5 separate regions of the Mus musculus genome follow, and all the other regions are linked to region 5. The links are chromatin contacts, called in public ChIA-PET, HiCAR-type, HiChIP or PLAC-seq and Micro-C maps. All regions are on one chromosome and are shown on one strand. The core of a region is the stretch at or near the end of the contact, and the rest is flanking DNA. Distances in the headings are between cores, read along the strand shown. Region 1 holds the start of Ankrd10 (ankyrin repeat domain 10). Region 2 holds the start of Myo16 (myosin XVI). Region 3 overlaps Myo16 (myosin XVI). Region 4 has its middle 23 kb from the start of Myo16. Region 5 holds the start of Irs2 (insulin receptor substrate 2).

Region 1 (2,700 bases), core at 192-2,691, 630 kb before region 5:
CTCGAAAAAAACCAAAAAAAAAAAAAAAAAAAAGTAAAACTTCCATGAATAGTGTCTACTCCTTAATGGCTCAGTATGATTTTCAAATTTTATAGCCAGGAGGTGGTGGTGCTCGCCTTTAATCCCAGCAGAAGCAGGAGGATTTCTGAGTTCAAGGCCAGCCTGGTCTACAGAGTGAGTAGACCAGGCTGGGCTACACAGTGAAACCCTGTCTCGAAAAACCAAAATTAGAACAAAAAGAAAAAGAAAAAAGAAAAATTTCAAATTTTTTACAACCATAGCATTGTACCATTGGAAAGAGAATTTAGTAGTCAATTTTTCTAAAATTTCTTTCACCATGTGCCCAGCCTGCTCACGTGACTCATGCTTTACAGTTACAGACGCCAGGGCCTCTCGATTCTCTCTGGCATCCATTCCAATTAAGGCATACCGAAGTTAACTGGCTGCACCCTTGTTTTCGGGTTTTTAATGAGGAGCTGTGCTCCGCAGGCGCCCAATAAACACTAATTGGAGGAACTCAGGCAACCGCGGAAGCAGGCCAGGGCCGGCTGCCAGAGTCCTGAGTCCCCACTCGCGAGTGTGCCTGGCAGAGCAGCAGCTCTATTTAGAAGTAGCGCCTCAGGCATCGTCCTCAGCAGGAACCTGCGGCCGAGCTCCAACCGCTCCAGGTCACACCCACCAGCGCCAGGTCACGCCCAGCCGCCCCAGGAATCGACCAGAGCGCCGCTCCGCTCCAAATCCCAGACTCTCCTCCTTTAGTTAAGGCGTGGCTTTCAGCTGCCAATCACAGAGAGGCCGGCCTGGGCTTTGGCCTTGCCCCAGGCAAGGTTTACAGCCAGGGTCGTAGGCCTCCGGCTTCAGGCGAGGTCTCAGGCGCGGCCTCCTCAGGCTTCAGTCGCAGCCAAGTCTCCCCCCTCCTTTTTTTGTTTTGTTTTGTTTGTTTGTTTGTTTGTTTTTCGTGACAGGGTTTCTCTGTATAGCCCTGGCTGTCCTGGAACTGACTCTGTAGACCAGGCTGGCCTTGAACTCAGAAATCCACCTGCCTTTGACGCCCAAGTGCTGGGATTAAAGGCGTGCGCCACCACTGCCCGGCAAGTCTCGTCCCTCTAACCACACTAACGTGCAGGCCCACCCTCAACCCCTACACCTTCAGCGTTGGCATCAGTAGCGGCCTCCTCAAGCGGTGATCGCCTCCCAGCCCCTAACTTCACCACCAGACGCCTAAGGCGGCGTTCCTGCGCAGACCCTGAGAAGGCCCCGCCCTGCAGCCAAGGCCACGCCCTATCCCAGGCGCCAGCCTCAGCACCACCTGCGGGAGGCCCCACCCTATCCAGGCGCGGGCCTCGCCCCACCACGGGCGTCAGCAGCGGTCGGAGGCAGCGGACTGTTAGGCCCCACCCTCTCAAGGCGCAGGCTCCGCCCCGTGGCTCAGGTCCCGCCCTCAGTGCTCGCTGCGCTCGGATGCGGATGGGACGCGGCAGCAGCTCGCCTGTCCTTTGTGTTCGAGTGGCGGCAGCTTCGCAGGCCTTCACCGGCACATTCCTCTGGCCGATCAGTCGCGTGCTTCCTAGCGACCCATCATGTCAGCGGGAGCGGGCGCGGCCGTGGAGGCAGGCTTCTCCAGCGAGGAGCTGCTGTCGCTCCGCTTCCCGCTGCACCGCGCCTGCCGGGACGGGGACCTGGTCGCGCTCTGTTCGCTGCTGCCACACACGCCGCGCGCTCACCTGGCCGCTGAGGACTCCTTCTACGGCTGGACGCCCGTGCACTGGGCTGCGCACTTCGGCAAGGTGGGCGCGGGCACTTTAAGGCGCCATTTTCCGCGTGGTGTGCTGTTAGGGTCAGAGCGCACCCCACGGTGTCTGGAGAGCGCGGTCGGCAGCGGCAGCGCAACCCCTGAGAGTTCCAGGGCGCATGTGCGGTACCGCGCGGTCTGCGACCCAGGACGGTGGGGGGTGGGGGGCGCGGAAGCTGCTCAGACGCCGCGGGCGCCTCGAGGGCTTCAAGGCGCATGTGCGGCGGGCGGCGCGCGACCCAGGACCTCCGGGGGCGCGGGGAGTGTTGGGAGGCGGGGCGGAAATGGGGTCCGTCTCGCCGGCTCCCCCGAAGGATCCAGGGCGCATGTGCACACTTGTGGCTCTTCCGAGCGGGGCGGGCAGACTGCAGTTGAGGCCGTTTGCGCGGAGGCCGCCGGGCTTCGGGAATCGTGGCGAGGAGGAAACTGGGGGCCTCGCGCTTCTGTCTAATGGAAACCGGGTGCAGGGCCCCCTGAAGGCACGGAGGGATGGGCGCTGCCCTCGTAGCCGGGGGTGTCAAGTCTGCACCTGCTATGGCCGACGGCGGGGTCGCGGCCATGCCTATCGGCCCCCTCTCCACCGGGACCGTCCTGTGTAAGCTGCGCTAATTGGCCCCGTTCTCCTGGTGTTGAAAGGTGGCATGCAGTTGGGTGCAGGTAGTCGCTGGGAATCCACCTTCTCGTGGTCGCCTTAGTTAACCTGCACACAGAAGTGCTTCTGCGCCATAAAGCGGCAAAATTCACGCTGTACTGTTTACCAGAATTTGATCTAAAGCTAAAGGAGCATTTTCACGTCTACGGAGAACGAGTTGTAGACTTGACTTTGGAGACCAGTATTGTAGCGGAGGCGAGGACGTTGTAGTTCTGAGCTTTCCTATCTGAAACCTGGATGGTCTTAAGATACGGAA
Region 2 (2,700 bases), core at 37-2,536, 860 kb after region 5:
CGTGCATGCATGCGTGCGTGCGTGCCTGTGTACACACACACACACACACACACACACACACGCGCGCGCGCGCGCGCGCTCGCACCTTGCACATACATGAGGGTAAAGACTGGTCCTTACACCGTCCTTTTTGTGGCGAGCACAGAACAGCCAGGTCTTGCTTGACCTGGCTTTTTGATGGCTTCTAAAGTGATCAATAGTCCCTTCAGGTGACAAGTGTTGAACACAAAGTCTTAACACACTGACCCCAAATCCATTCTGAGCCACAAGTGAGGAAAAGGCACAGATAGCTGGCCAGGTCTCTGAAAATCACTATTTCCTTTCAGAAGATGTTGAAGGTGTCCAAGAGACTAGTTAAAAGGAGGGCTTCTGCCTATCGAGGTGTTTAAGAAAGGAAAGGCAGCCTTTGTGGTCCTGGGACGCACAGAGCTGTAAGTCCTGACCTGCCCCTCACTTTGTCCCTGGCCTTAAGACAATGGGAGGTTGAGGCCAAGGGTCAGAGGGATATGTGCAAGAGGCGCCAGCTGGCAAGCTCTTGCCAGCATCATCTTTGTTCTCCCAAGTCTCATTTCCATCCCCAGAGAAGAGGAAGAAGTGCATCCCATCGCCCGGGAGCCTTTGCATAGGTGACAGCGCCACATCTCCCATGGCAACTAGAGGTTTCTTTCTACAAATTGCCAAATTTGCCTCCTTGTGGTTAAATCCAGAGTTCTAAGAAAGATTCTGGTCTTGGCCTCCTTTCCCACATCCCAAAGGTGGCAGGGTCCTTGCTGGAAAGGAATTAGAAACCGCTTCACCACTCCTCATGCCCCACGCCCCATGCCTGTCCAGCGCTCACTACAGCAGCTGGGACAAGCGCTGGCGACCCTGCGTGGTCCCTTCATGCTACAGGACCCGGAACCTCGGATTCTCCAAGTTCCCTACATGAGACACCCTGCCGCCGACCCTACCTGACGAAGAACGATCCCCGGTGCCCCGGGATCCAACAACGGACGGTCCCGGCGGTTCTGCTCTGCTCCTGGACGCCGGGTCACGGAGCAGACTGGCGGAGATGTGCTGCGCTGAGACGCGATGGGGACCCCGACTCCACCCGTTGGCAGCTCGCAGCCCCCGCCCCTCGGGCCGCAGCCGCGTCCCTGCCACTCGGTCCGAGCTCCGCCCCTCTCCCTACACAGTCCACAGCTGGGTTCCGTCCCTTCTGGTCCTCCTGGTTCCTTTGGGTCTCCACGCAAGAACAGGGCGGTCGCCTGGTCCTGGCGCCCTCCCGCCTCCCCGCCGCGCCCCGCGTCCCTCCCTCCTTCTCACGCGCTCTCACGCGTTCGCGGAGACCGCGCCTCCCAGGCTGGCTCTGCTACCCTCCCTCGGGGTCCTATCCCCTCCCCTTCTCCAAGGATGTGAGAAAGGGTCTAGCGCTTCAAACTTTTCCGCCCAGACTTCTGTAAGACCGCAGGGAACCGGATGGCAATGTGCACTGCACAGGGGCTCCCCTCGGACATCCCACCAGAACAAAGGCCATGCAGTCCTGGCAACTGTGGCAATTGTCCAGACAGAATGGGTGACCAATTTTAAAGCTACAGAAGCCAGTACAGTCTTCTATGTCTCTGCCATTAGATATTCTGCCTTAATAGGCTTGAAATTGGGAGTTTGGGCGCAGGACATTAGGAAAGCATGCCAGGACTGTAATGCATTCATTTGCCGTGACAAAATACAAGATGTGCCTGCCCCCTTAAAATTTGGTTTTGTGTCAGCTCTGTAAAGTTTGCTTGTCTGTATTTTACCAAAAGTGGAGAATGTTCTGTTAATTCTGGGATGGTGTGTGTGACTCTCTCTCTCTCTCTCTCTCTCTCTCTCTCTCTCTCTCTGTGTGTGTGTGTGTGTGTGTGTGTGTGCATGCACATGCACCCAGAGACCAGCACCGTATCAACGGGCACATGGATAAATGAGTGTGTAACTCAGGCTAGTTCTTGGACACATGCGGATAAACAGTACAGCACAAGCCCATATGACAACGGAGAAACTGCAGATAACTGGACTTAGTACACATTTTACACTTTGCATGTAGGTGTTATTCGAAACGGAGTTGGGTCTTTTAAAAGATGATCTAGGAATGTGGAGATAGATTCAATTAAACAGTTGAATTACCATTAAAACTATGGGGCGGGGGGCAGGAGGAGGTCTGTCTTTAAAAGTTCACTAAGCAGGAAACCTGAATTCAAATTCCACCTCCTAGAATCCATGTGAGAAGTCAAGTGTAGTTTAACCCCCCCCCCCCACACACACACACAATTACTACGAGGCTTGCAACCAACAGTAGCCAATATGACAAGCCTCAGGACAATAAGAGACCTTATTGTAAATAAGTGGACAGGGGAGACACCCGGAGTTGTCCTCTAGCTCCACATGCTCATGCATGTGCCCACACACACACCATGCACACAGAGCATACCCCACATGAAGCTCATGGGGTGTTGATATGGAGATTTTTTTCAATATATAAAGAAAGACTGGATGTTTAGTTATTTAAAGATAACTTGTAAAACCATTTGACAAAGTAATCCAACAACATCACCAATCACAATGTATCCTGGCAAGAATGACTGTAAATTACAATTCAAACAGGCACTTCACGATCTATTTCTTCTCCTAGAATCTTCTTCACTTAGCAAGATAGAGATATAAATGCCGTGTGAGAGATACCAT
Region 3 (2,700 bases), core at 83-2,582, 530 kb after region 5:
ATTGAAAGGGCATCGCTGAATGTACAGTAAAATCCCAAACACCTGTGGGTTCACACTGTTAGGCATAAACCCAAATGCAAAAGAATCTAGTAGTTTTGCAGAATTCTTTTTAATCAAGGTGTAACTACTGGCCACATGGGACAGGTCTAGCCCAGGAGAAAGAGAATGTCACATTAGCATAAGTTAAGGCAGTCATCTGCATGCTCTCTCTTTCAGCACAGGTTTTATGGCTTCCATAGATAGAGAAATCGCTGAATTGTCTCCACTTATCTTTCAGGGAAGTCTCTAAAGCGTGGAGGAAGAGCAGTAAGAGCTCGTAATACACCCAGAGTGGTCACAGCTGTCTTAATGCTGATCAACGTGTGCTAGGGAAAAGGCAAATAACGTATTTAAACACGTGTCACTAAGCCTGGCTCTGCATTCTAACACAAGCACGTCTATGAGATGTAAAAATGAATGGCAAACCAAACAGGGATATTTTAACACTTAGATAAGATAAGTCCATTGGCTTACCAATATTCTCATCATAGACAAAAATAGTAAACTGACTGGATGATCCCTTAATTCAGTTTGATAGCTCTGTCTATTCAAATTTTTGATTAGCCATGTGGCCTGTATATATTGCAGGCCTTAGACTACTGTGGAGGGGCTAGGATAGGTATATTTGAGGAAATATGTAAAAATAATCACTCCTACATGGAGGTAGCCTACTCCTTAACCCCCAGAAGAAACCATGATATCATGATGATATTTTTCTCAATTTTAAACTTCACGAGTGTACAACTGAGGGTCCCTGTCTTCACAGTCATGTCCTTATGGAATGAAACTCAAACTTGTTCAAGTAAAGCAATGTCTCCTTTCTTTCCTTTGTATGTGTGGACTCCGCAGAATGTAGATAATAAAGCATTGTTGACCCAGTAGGTGGAGGGAGATGAAGACATGGGGCAATGTGAATTGAGGGGCCTACTACCCACCAGAAACTCCTGTGTAGATGCTCTCTCCCAAACTCATGCTCACCAAGAATTATAGACTGTTATTTGCATTTTTTTTTAAGTGTTATTTGTTAGACTCAAGGGGGACACATTACATTATGCCCAAATCCTTAGGGGAAGAGGAAATGACCCATGAGATGCAGAATGACAGTCAGGAGAAATGCATTCACAACTCAGGGAATGACTACCTCCTGTTTGCAGAGAGGCCAGGAGGAACCTGCAGATGCCAGTGTTTGTACTTCCATCTTCCATTACTGGGAGGATACATTGCACTGGGATGAAGCCGCCCAGTTTCTGCTCTTCCGAAGCAAGAGCTCTAACAACCTCACCCGTCACTTGTGGTCTTGATGAGTCATCAGCCCTCACCAAAGGCCTACTTAGAAACCGACACGGTTCTGTTTACACACAAGGATGTGGTCAATGGGCAAGTGTCGGGCATCACGATGACAGTAAGGTGAGTGGAAAGCAGCATAGATTAGGTCAGGAACATGATGTTCAGAGAGATGCCCAGATCTAGGACAAAGGACACGGGATGTCCAGGTGAGGAAAAGCACAGGGGACAAAGAGATCAAGAAGGGCAGCAGTTAGCTCAGGATAGACCAACGAAGAGGAAGAAACTCTAAAATGCTACGCATCAACATGTTTCACTTTTCTTGTATGTAAACTGCCAGGAAACAATGAATGCTTGTATTCCCTTCCTCAGGCTGCTGCTGGAACCTGTAAACACAGTCTGGGCGAAAGAGAGGTCTGTGCACTTGTAGTTCTGGAGAGAGAAGATGGCTGGAGTTCTGGGGGTTTCTAGGCAGATCCATCCTGACTCTCTCATCCAGGGTGGATCAGGTCCTACTGCTCATGGCCTCTATCATTCTACTCATGGCCTGTTGGAGTTAGATGACTTCTCAGCCCTCTCTGCACACTACCATCAGAGTTGGATGACTATAGCCCCGAGACATACACTAAGACATCTGTTCTGAGCAAGGCCATTCCCAACTTAAATACACGAGAATCTGCTCACAGGAGTGTGGGATGTGTATTTCACAACTGAATCTTTATTTAAATTTCATTAACTTAAGCTTTAACTTTAGCCCCAGATCGATTTACAACTTCATAATCTGTTCACTTTTTCCTCACTGCAAAATGTAGGAGCTTCAAAGTACAATTTCTGAGTTAGAGTTAGTTTAGCCTTGCCTTAATGGAAATCCACCTCTCCTAAGAGCTGATATTGTCAAGCTGTAACTCTTCTTTCCTTCAAGATCCCGATTTCTAACAGCCAATCAACGCAGACACACTTGTGGGTTTAACGCTTATCTGTCACTTAAATCATCAGGGTAAGAGCAAATTCTAAAACAGGTAACTTCACATAAGATTTAAAATTGGCTAAAACAAACAATCAAACAAAAAGCCAAGCCCCCAAGCCCCCAAGCCCCGAAAGCTTTCTTTAATTCAAACATACGCTCATTAATGAGATCTTGTTAATATTTCATGCACAGCCTCTCCCCATTTACTTTAAAATATTTCTGTAATGGAGACAGGAAGCTGCACCATGCTCCTGGGGGTAATGAAACATTCAGATGTGTTTAGGAAGGATCATCAGACGGAATTCAGATAATGGTGCTTAAACATTCCTGAAAGGACCTCTGAGCTTCCGCCTCAGAAAGCTCCCTAAGCAGGGCAGAGGCTCCTCTTTAGAGTTCCCAAGTTGGGGAAG
Region 4 (2,700 bases), core at 92-2,591, 880 kb after region 5:
CTGTGTCCAACAAATATGTATTGCTTTTATTTTTCCCAGTAAAGAGAAAACATAAAATTAAAACAGCACTCTTCCTGGACAGAGGTCAGGATATCTCACACAGATTCTTGAAACCCTCCACAGGAGATATACCATCTCCTCAAGCGCAAAGTTTATCAGTTCCAGACCTGTCTTCCCGATCCACTGAGCAGGAGGTGCACAGCTGGGTCTCTGAACCCTAACAACCGAGGTGTCAGGTACCTTAAGTTCTTAAGAAGACCTCTTCCAGGATGGCCTAGTCGGTCATCAGTGGGAGGAGAGGCCCTTGGTCCTGTGAAGGTTCTATGCCCCAGTACAAGGGGATGCCAGGGCCAGGAAACAGGAGTGGTGGGTTGGGGAGCAGGGAGGGGAGGGGATAGGGGATTTTTGGAGGGGAAACTAGGAAAGGGGACACCATTTGAAAGGTAAATAAAGAAAATGTCTAATAAAAACAAACAAACAAAAGGAAGACCTGTTTCTTTATCACGTCTTTCCAAGCCTGTGCGCACCTTCCTCGGGGTAAACCTCCCTGACCACACTTCTTTCTCTCTTCTCACCTCCTAATTACTTTATCTACTTGTGTTTGCTGACTGCACATAAATATTCGCCATCCTGTGCCAGGAAGTTGCCTTTCTATCCCTGTTACCTGTCCTTATCACCTTCCACTATTTCTAATCTTTATAAGTTAAATTCTGTGTGCCCTCTACTTTATTTACAGGTTTCTGCTGCCATTGCAATGAGGCTTCATCTCTGTCATTTTATTAAAGCCATTTTGGGGGGTCACTAATCATCTTTGTTGGTCCTAGAGTTTTGTAACAACCCTCTGTCCTGCCATCCATGGGAACATGGTCCTTTAGGAGCAGAGACTAAAGCCTCACCACATCCCAGGATTTCTAATGTTCTGATCTTAGACTCCCTTCAGGTCAATGATAAAATAAACTTCTGTTCTTTAGGCCACTTAGTCTGAGGTACTTTGTCATAGCAGCACTACAAGATGAACACAGCACCACGCATCCACTGAGAAAACTAAGCCGTGAGTTAGCATGGACTTGCACTGTGTATGAAGCCCGAACACGTATGGCTTTCTAAATTGTCCTCTGCCTGGCTCTCACTGGGCACTCAAGGACCCTCAGGGGAAAGGGCTAAGCAATGCTTAGCCAGTATGTATAGTTAGCTCTTTTTACCTCCCAAGACTTATTAGTACTCTGGGTATCAATTCACCACGAATGAATAATACTTTAAATGACATCAGCTTCCGCCAACATGAAGAGGTTACTATGGTGATGGAGCAAGTTCTTCAGAGCACAAAACAAATACCATGCTTGATATATTAGTCATCCAGGGAGAACAGCGGCAGGAGAGCTGCGGCATTCACTCCGTGAATGGCTGTCTATGCAGAGTCCGTGTCAGCAATTCTGCCCTGCTTTTCTGAATATCAAATCCGGGACGGTTGTACTGAGAATCTTGGCAGATTTACAAAAGTATTAACACTCATATTCAGAGACGTTTGTTTGTTGTTTTTGTTTGCTTTTCTACCTTATTTCTTGGGGTTCATATTTTTAACAGGTTCATGGGTGTTCTCTGCTCAAATGCCAAAAGGAACACCCTCCCCAGAGCTCCTTCCCCATTCGACTGTGAACTCAGTGAATTCCCTCTCTGGCCATTTAGACCTTACATTATCCTGATGCTAATTCCGGTTGGTGTTTTTAGTGTAAGTTGTTTCCTGTGAATGTTTCCTTGAGATTTTTTTTAATGGACACAATTGAGATAGTAAGGCTCCTTTTACTCATAGATTCCTCCAATTAATCTTGTTCAGAAAGGCTTTAAAACAGCAAAGAGACAAAATAAAGGACTGTCAAGACTGCAACAGGCAACCCTGTCTTCTAGGGTGAGGAGGAGACTTGGTTTGAGCACATGGAAGAGAATCCACCTCATCAGGAGCTGATGGCTGGAGAAAGGGGGAGAAAAGAGAAAAGACCCAACTCTGGGAAGCATCCCTAAAACCAAACCCCACCACAACCACAAGCATTCCTGCCTCAGCCATGTTATGCTGGTCATGATGGTTTGTATGTGCTCGGCCCAGGGAATGGCACTATTAGAATGTGTGGCCCTGTTGAAGTAGTTGTGGCCTTGTTGGAATAGGCATGTCACTGTGGGTGTGGACTTTAAGAGCCTCATCCTAGCTGCCTGGAAGCCAGGATTCTGCTAGCAACTTTCAGATGAAGATGTAGAACTCTTAGGTCTTTTTGCAGCATGCCTGCCTGGATGATGCCATGCTTCCTGCATTGATGATAATGGACTGAACCTATCAACCTGTAAGCCAGCCCCAATTAAATGTTCTTATAAGAGTTGCCTTAGTCATGGTATCTGCTCACAGCATTAAACCTTAACTAAGACACTGGTATACATAGGTCCTGTGCTGGTTTCTGATATGTGAGTAACAGGTCCGAGCCACATTCCTACCCTGTCTCTCAGTTTTATCCAGTCACGTCTGGTGCTGAATCATTTGAGTGGTACCTGGGACCTATGGGGGCAACAGGGAGGGAGGCTCCAACTGCTCCACCTCTCTGGGTAACTAATGTTCATGTCTATGCTCCCTTTCTTGTCAAACATGCTGCAAAGCTTGGTTTGCTAGCAAGATTCCTTGCCGTAAGCAATTTCTGTTCATGCTGGGGAGAAATT
Region 5 (2,753 bases), core at 175-2,674:
AGCAGGTCCAATATCGGCTTGGGTTATCTTGGCACAAATTCATCATTAGGGTGTTTAAGGCACAGTTTACACAAAGGGTAAAGCATCTATGGTCTTCAGAATCACACTGTGCAATTATTTTTCTTAAACATGTCATTGTAATTGCTACAATGATTTGTAAATTATGCAGGGCATTCCACCGCGAACTTCCAGGACTCAGAACAAAATAACCAAGGTTAAATTGTAAGATAAACTCTGGTCCTGAATTGTTTCATTTAGATACTTTCTCCCTAGATGGGCAAGGGTTTGTTTTGTTTACGCATCCAGAGCAGGGTTCCAAGCCCGCCTTCCGTGAGCGCGGACCATTGCCCTTCCTAGCGGCCCTCACGCTGTCAGTTAGGAGAGAAGACATGCAGGTGCTTATTTGCCCTCGACTTTGAAAGTCACAAAGGCCACGTAGATAGAGAAATTCAAAGCAGCAGTTCAAGGGCATCTTTGGCTTGGCGCTGTGCCCGCGGCCGCGCTCCTAGGTTCGGCGACGCCCGCCCATAGCCCGGGTGCTGGGTGAACACGGTTTGGGGCGCGGGCCGGGAGCGGTGAGGGCGCGGGGCGTGGGGAGGACGCCCGCCAGCACTCGCTCCCAGCTCCCCGCTCCCGCCCAGGCCCGCCCTTTCCCGGCACTATGGAAACCGCATTTTCCTACGCCAGCACGCCCTCCTCCTCTCTCCTATTACATCCAGAACAGGCGACTTCCACTTCCCGGGAACCTGACAAGTGAATGGCTCTGATGACGCCCCGGAAAGAGCCCACGGCCGGGGGCGGACGCCTGCGGAGGGTGGGGCGGGTTCCGGGGCGCCCCTCGATCGGCTCGCCGCCGGGAAAAGGCACCGAGCTGCCATCGACCCGGAGCTCGCGGGCAACGATGCTCGTAAACAAGCCGGGCCGCGCGCCTGCCACCCACAGCGGGCACCGCCCTGCGCCGCGCGCCCACCCCGGCTGCTGGGGTCCGACCGCCGCCCCGCACCAGATCCGACCTCCCGCCCCCGTTCCCCCTCCGCGGCGGAAGCCTGGGGCCAGTTAGTGGGACGCGAGGCGGGAGCACAAACCCCGCACCCGCCTTCTCCACGGCGGGCTTCCCGCCTTGGGTGGCATCGCCCCCGCCCGCATCCACAACGAGCCCCTGATTAATGAGCCCGGCCCGGCCCCCGCCGAGCCCCGGCCCGGCCTCGGAGAGGGGGAGGGAGGGGACGGCGGGAAACGCAGCCCGGTGTCGGTCCGCCTCCCCCCCCCCCCCGTGCCTCACGCTCATTGGTCCGTCTCGCTGTCCGTCGGGGAACGCGGCGCCAATGCAGGGCTGCGGGGCGGGGCGTCCGCGCGAGTGTGCCTGCGTAACGCAGAGTCACGTGTTGTTTTGCTCTTAGTTCAGTCACTCGGTGCGCGATGTGTTACTCACTGTGCGGCGGGGACCGCGACAAGCCCGGGTCGTCGTTGGTGGCAGCAGCAGCAGCGGCAGCAACGGCAGCAGCGGCCCCAGTGGCAGTGTGGGCCCCGAGTGTCCGGACGCAGACCGTCGTCGCGCAGTGCAGAACGGTGGCAGCAGACGGGCCGCGCGCGTTCTAAGCTCGGCCCCGCGACTCGGGGACCCCGACTCTCGACCCAGCCAGCCAGTCCCCGGGCGCCGCCCGAGAGCCCGGGAAGCAGCGGCAGCGGACAGTCGAAGCGGGGGGGTGGCCATCGCCCGCACCGAGCATCCTTCGGAGCGGCGGAGGGCCCTGCGCCACCGAGCCGCGCGCGCCTCCTAGCCCACCGCCTGGGCCCGGGGGACGCGCGCGCGTGGCCGGGCGGCCGGGCGACGGGTGGCGGGGAGCCGCCCCCGCCCGCGCCCCTCGGCCCTCGCCATCCCCTGTTCGCCCAGCCGGGCAGAGAGACCTGAAGCGGCGGCGATGGCTAGCGCGCCCCTGCCTGGGCCCCCCGCGTCGGCGGGCGGGGACGGCCCGAACCTCAATAACAACAACAACAACAACAACCACAGCGTGCGCAAGTGCGGCTACCTGCGCAAGCAGAAGCACGGCCACAAGCGCTTTTTCGTGTTGCGCGGCCCCGGCACGGGCGGCGACGAGGCATCCGCGGCTGGGGGGTCGCCGCCGCAGCCTCCGCGGCTGGAGTACTACGAGAGCGAGAAGAAGTGGAGGAGCAAGGCGGGCGCGCCGAAGCGAGTGATCGCGCTCGACTGCTGTCTGAACATCAACAAGCGCGCGGACGCCAAGCACAAGTACCTGATCGCCCTCTACACCAAGGACGAGTACTTCGCTGTAGCGGCGGAGAACGAGCAGGAGCAGGAGGGCTGGTACCGCGCACTCACCGACTTGGTCAGCGAAGGCCGCTCTGGCGAGGGGGGCTCGGGCACCACCGGAGGCTCTTGCAGCGCCTCTCTCCCGGGCGTCCTGGGCGGCTCAGCGGGCGCCGCTGGCTGCGATGACAACTACGGGCTCGTGACACCCGCCACGGCCGTCTACCGCGAGGTGTGGCAGGTGAACCTGAAACCTAAGGGACTGGGCCAGAGCAAGAACCTGACTGGTGTATACCGCCTATGCCTGTCTGCGCGCACCATCGGCTTCGTGAAGCTCAATTGCGAACAGCCGTCGGTGACGCTGCAGCTTATGAACATTCGCCGCTGCGGCCACTCGGACAGCTTCTTCTTCATCGAGGTGGGCCGTTCGGCCGTCACCGGTCCCGGGGAGCTGTGGATGCAAGCCGACGACTCGGTGGTGGCG

Evidence for each region. Hi-C and Micro-C count contacts between places; a contact is called where the count stands out from the background. ChIA-PET counts read pairs in DNA pulled down with a chosen protein or histone mark. HiCAR-type assays count read pairs that join an accessible place to other places. HiChIP or PLAC-seq counts read pairs in DNA pulled down with a chosen protein or histone mark.
Region 1: a Micro-C map of embryonic stem cells shows a contact between it and region 5, with 9 times the contacts expected there. The contact joins the promoter of Ankrd10 here to the promoter of Irs2 in region 5. A contact is called at or near these places in 12 of 484 Hi-C or Micro-C datasets (CD4 T cells, CD8 T cells, double positive thymocytes and 5 more) and 2 of 115 datasets of contacts at active chromatin or transcription factors (memory CD8 T cells and pancreatic cancer cells).
Region 2: a HiCAR-type map of astrocytes shows a contact between it and region 5, with 2.8 times the contacts expected there. The contact joins the promoter of Myo16 here to the promoter of Irs2 in region 5. A contact is called at or near these places in 2 of 39 promoter capture datasets (hippocampal neurons and stem cell-derived epiblast-like cells) and 3 of 115 datasets of contacts at active chromatin or transcription factors (astrocytes, embryonic forebrain and neural tube).
Region 3: a contact with region 5 is called in an RNA polymerase II ChIA-PET map of memory CD8 T cells, with 296 read pairs. The contact joins the enhancer-like site here to the promoter of Irs2 in region 5. A contact is called at or near these places in 3 of 39 promoter capture datasets (the C10 cell line, liver and neural stem cells), 5 of 484 Hi-C or Micro-C datasets (the MNK3 cell line, the N1E-115 cell line, Th2 cells and 2 more), 24 of 115 datasets of contacts at active chromatin or transcription factors (CD8 T cells, DN3 thymocytes, SST interneurons and 19 more) and 1 of 9 other capture datasets (embryonic stem cells).
Region 4: an HNF4G HiChIP or PLAC-seq map of pancreatic cancer cells shows a contact between it and region 5. The contact joins the enhancer-like site here to the promoter of Irs2 in region 5. A contact is called at or near these places in 2 of 39 promoter capture datasets (hippocampal neurons and stem cell-derived epiblast-like cells) and 5 of 115 datasets of contacts at active chromatin or transcription factors (embryonic forebrain, forebrain, neural tube and 2 more).

What each region holds. Positions count from the first base shown.
Region 1 is chr8:11,634,498-11,637,197 of GRCm38.p6, reverse strand. It overlaps Ankrd10 (ankyrin repeat domain 10), which reads left to right and starts at 1,441. Exons shown (of 6, transcript NM_133971.3): 1 at 1,441-1,787. The coding sequence starts at 1,581. Mir7238 (microRNA 7238) reads left to right here and starts at 1,462; the gene lies at 1,462-1,504.
Region 2 is chr8:10,152,497-10,155,196 of GRCm38.p6, reverse strand. It overlaps Myo16 (myosin XVI), which reads right to left and starts at 1,286. Exons shown (of 35, transcript NM_001319151.1): 1 at 951-1,286.
Region 3 is chr8:10,479,718-10,482,417 of GRCm38.p6, reverse strand. The region is part of intron 23 of Myo16 (myosin XVI); the gene reads right to left. Among named protein-coding and RNA genes, the nearest start is that of Gm51561, 51 kb to the right of the region's middle. Within about 2 kb of position 1,332, at least 33 of the 459 cell types and tissues checked have an H3K27ac peak or open chromatin away from gene starts, as enhancers often do. A contact at or near this core is called in CD8 T cells, DN3 thymocytes, the MNK3 cell line and 4 more, where this site is marked.
Region 4 is chr8:10,129,657-10,132,356 of GRCm38.p6, reverse strand. No RefSeq gene overlaps it. Among named protein-coding and RNA genes, the nearest start is that of Myo16, 23 kb to the left of the region's middle. Within about 2 kb of position 1,341, at least 61 of the 459 cell types and tissues checked have an H3K27ac peak or open chromatin away from gene starts, as enhancers often do. A contact at or near this core is called in pancreatic cancer cells and stem cell-derived neural progenitor cells, where this site is marked.
Region 5 is chr8:11,007,600-11,010,352 of GRCm38.p6, reverse strand. It overlaps Irs2 (insulin receptor substrate 2), which reads left to right and starts at 1,424. Exons shown (of 2, transcript NM_001081212.2): 1 at 1,424-2,753. The coding sequence starts at 1,923. It overlaps 9530052E02Rik (RIKEN cDNA 9530052E02 gene), which reads right to left and starts at 2,503. Exons shown (of 5, transcript NR_046017.1): 1 at 2,342-2,503.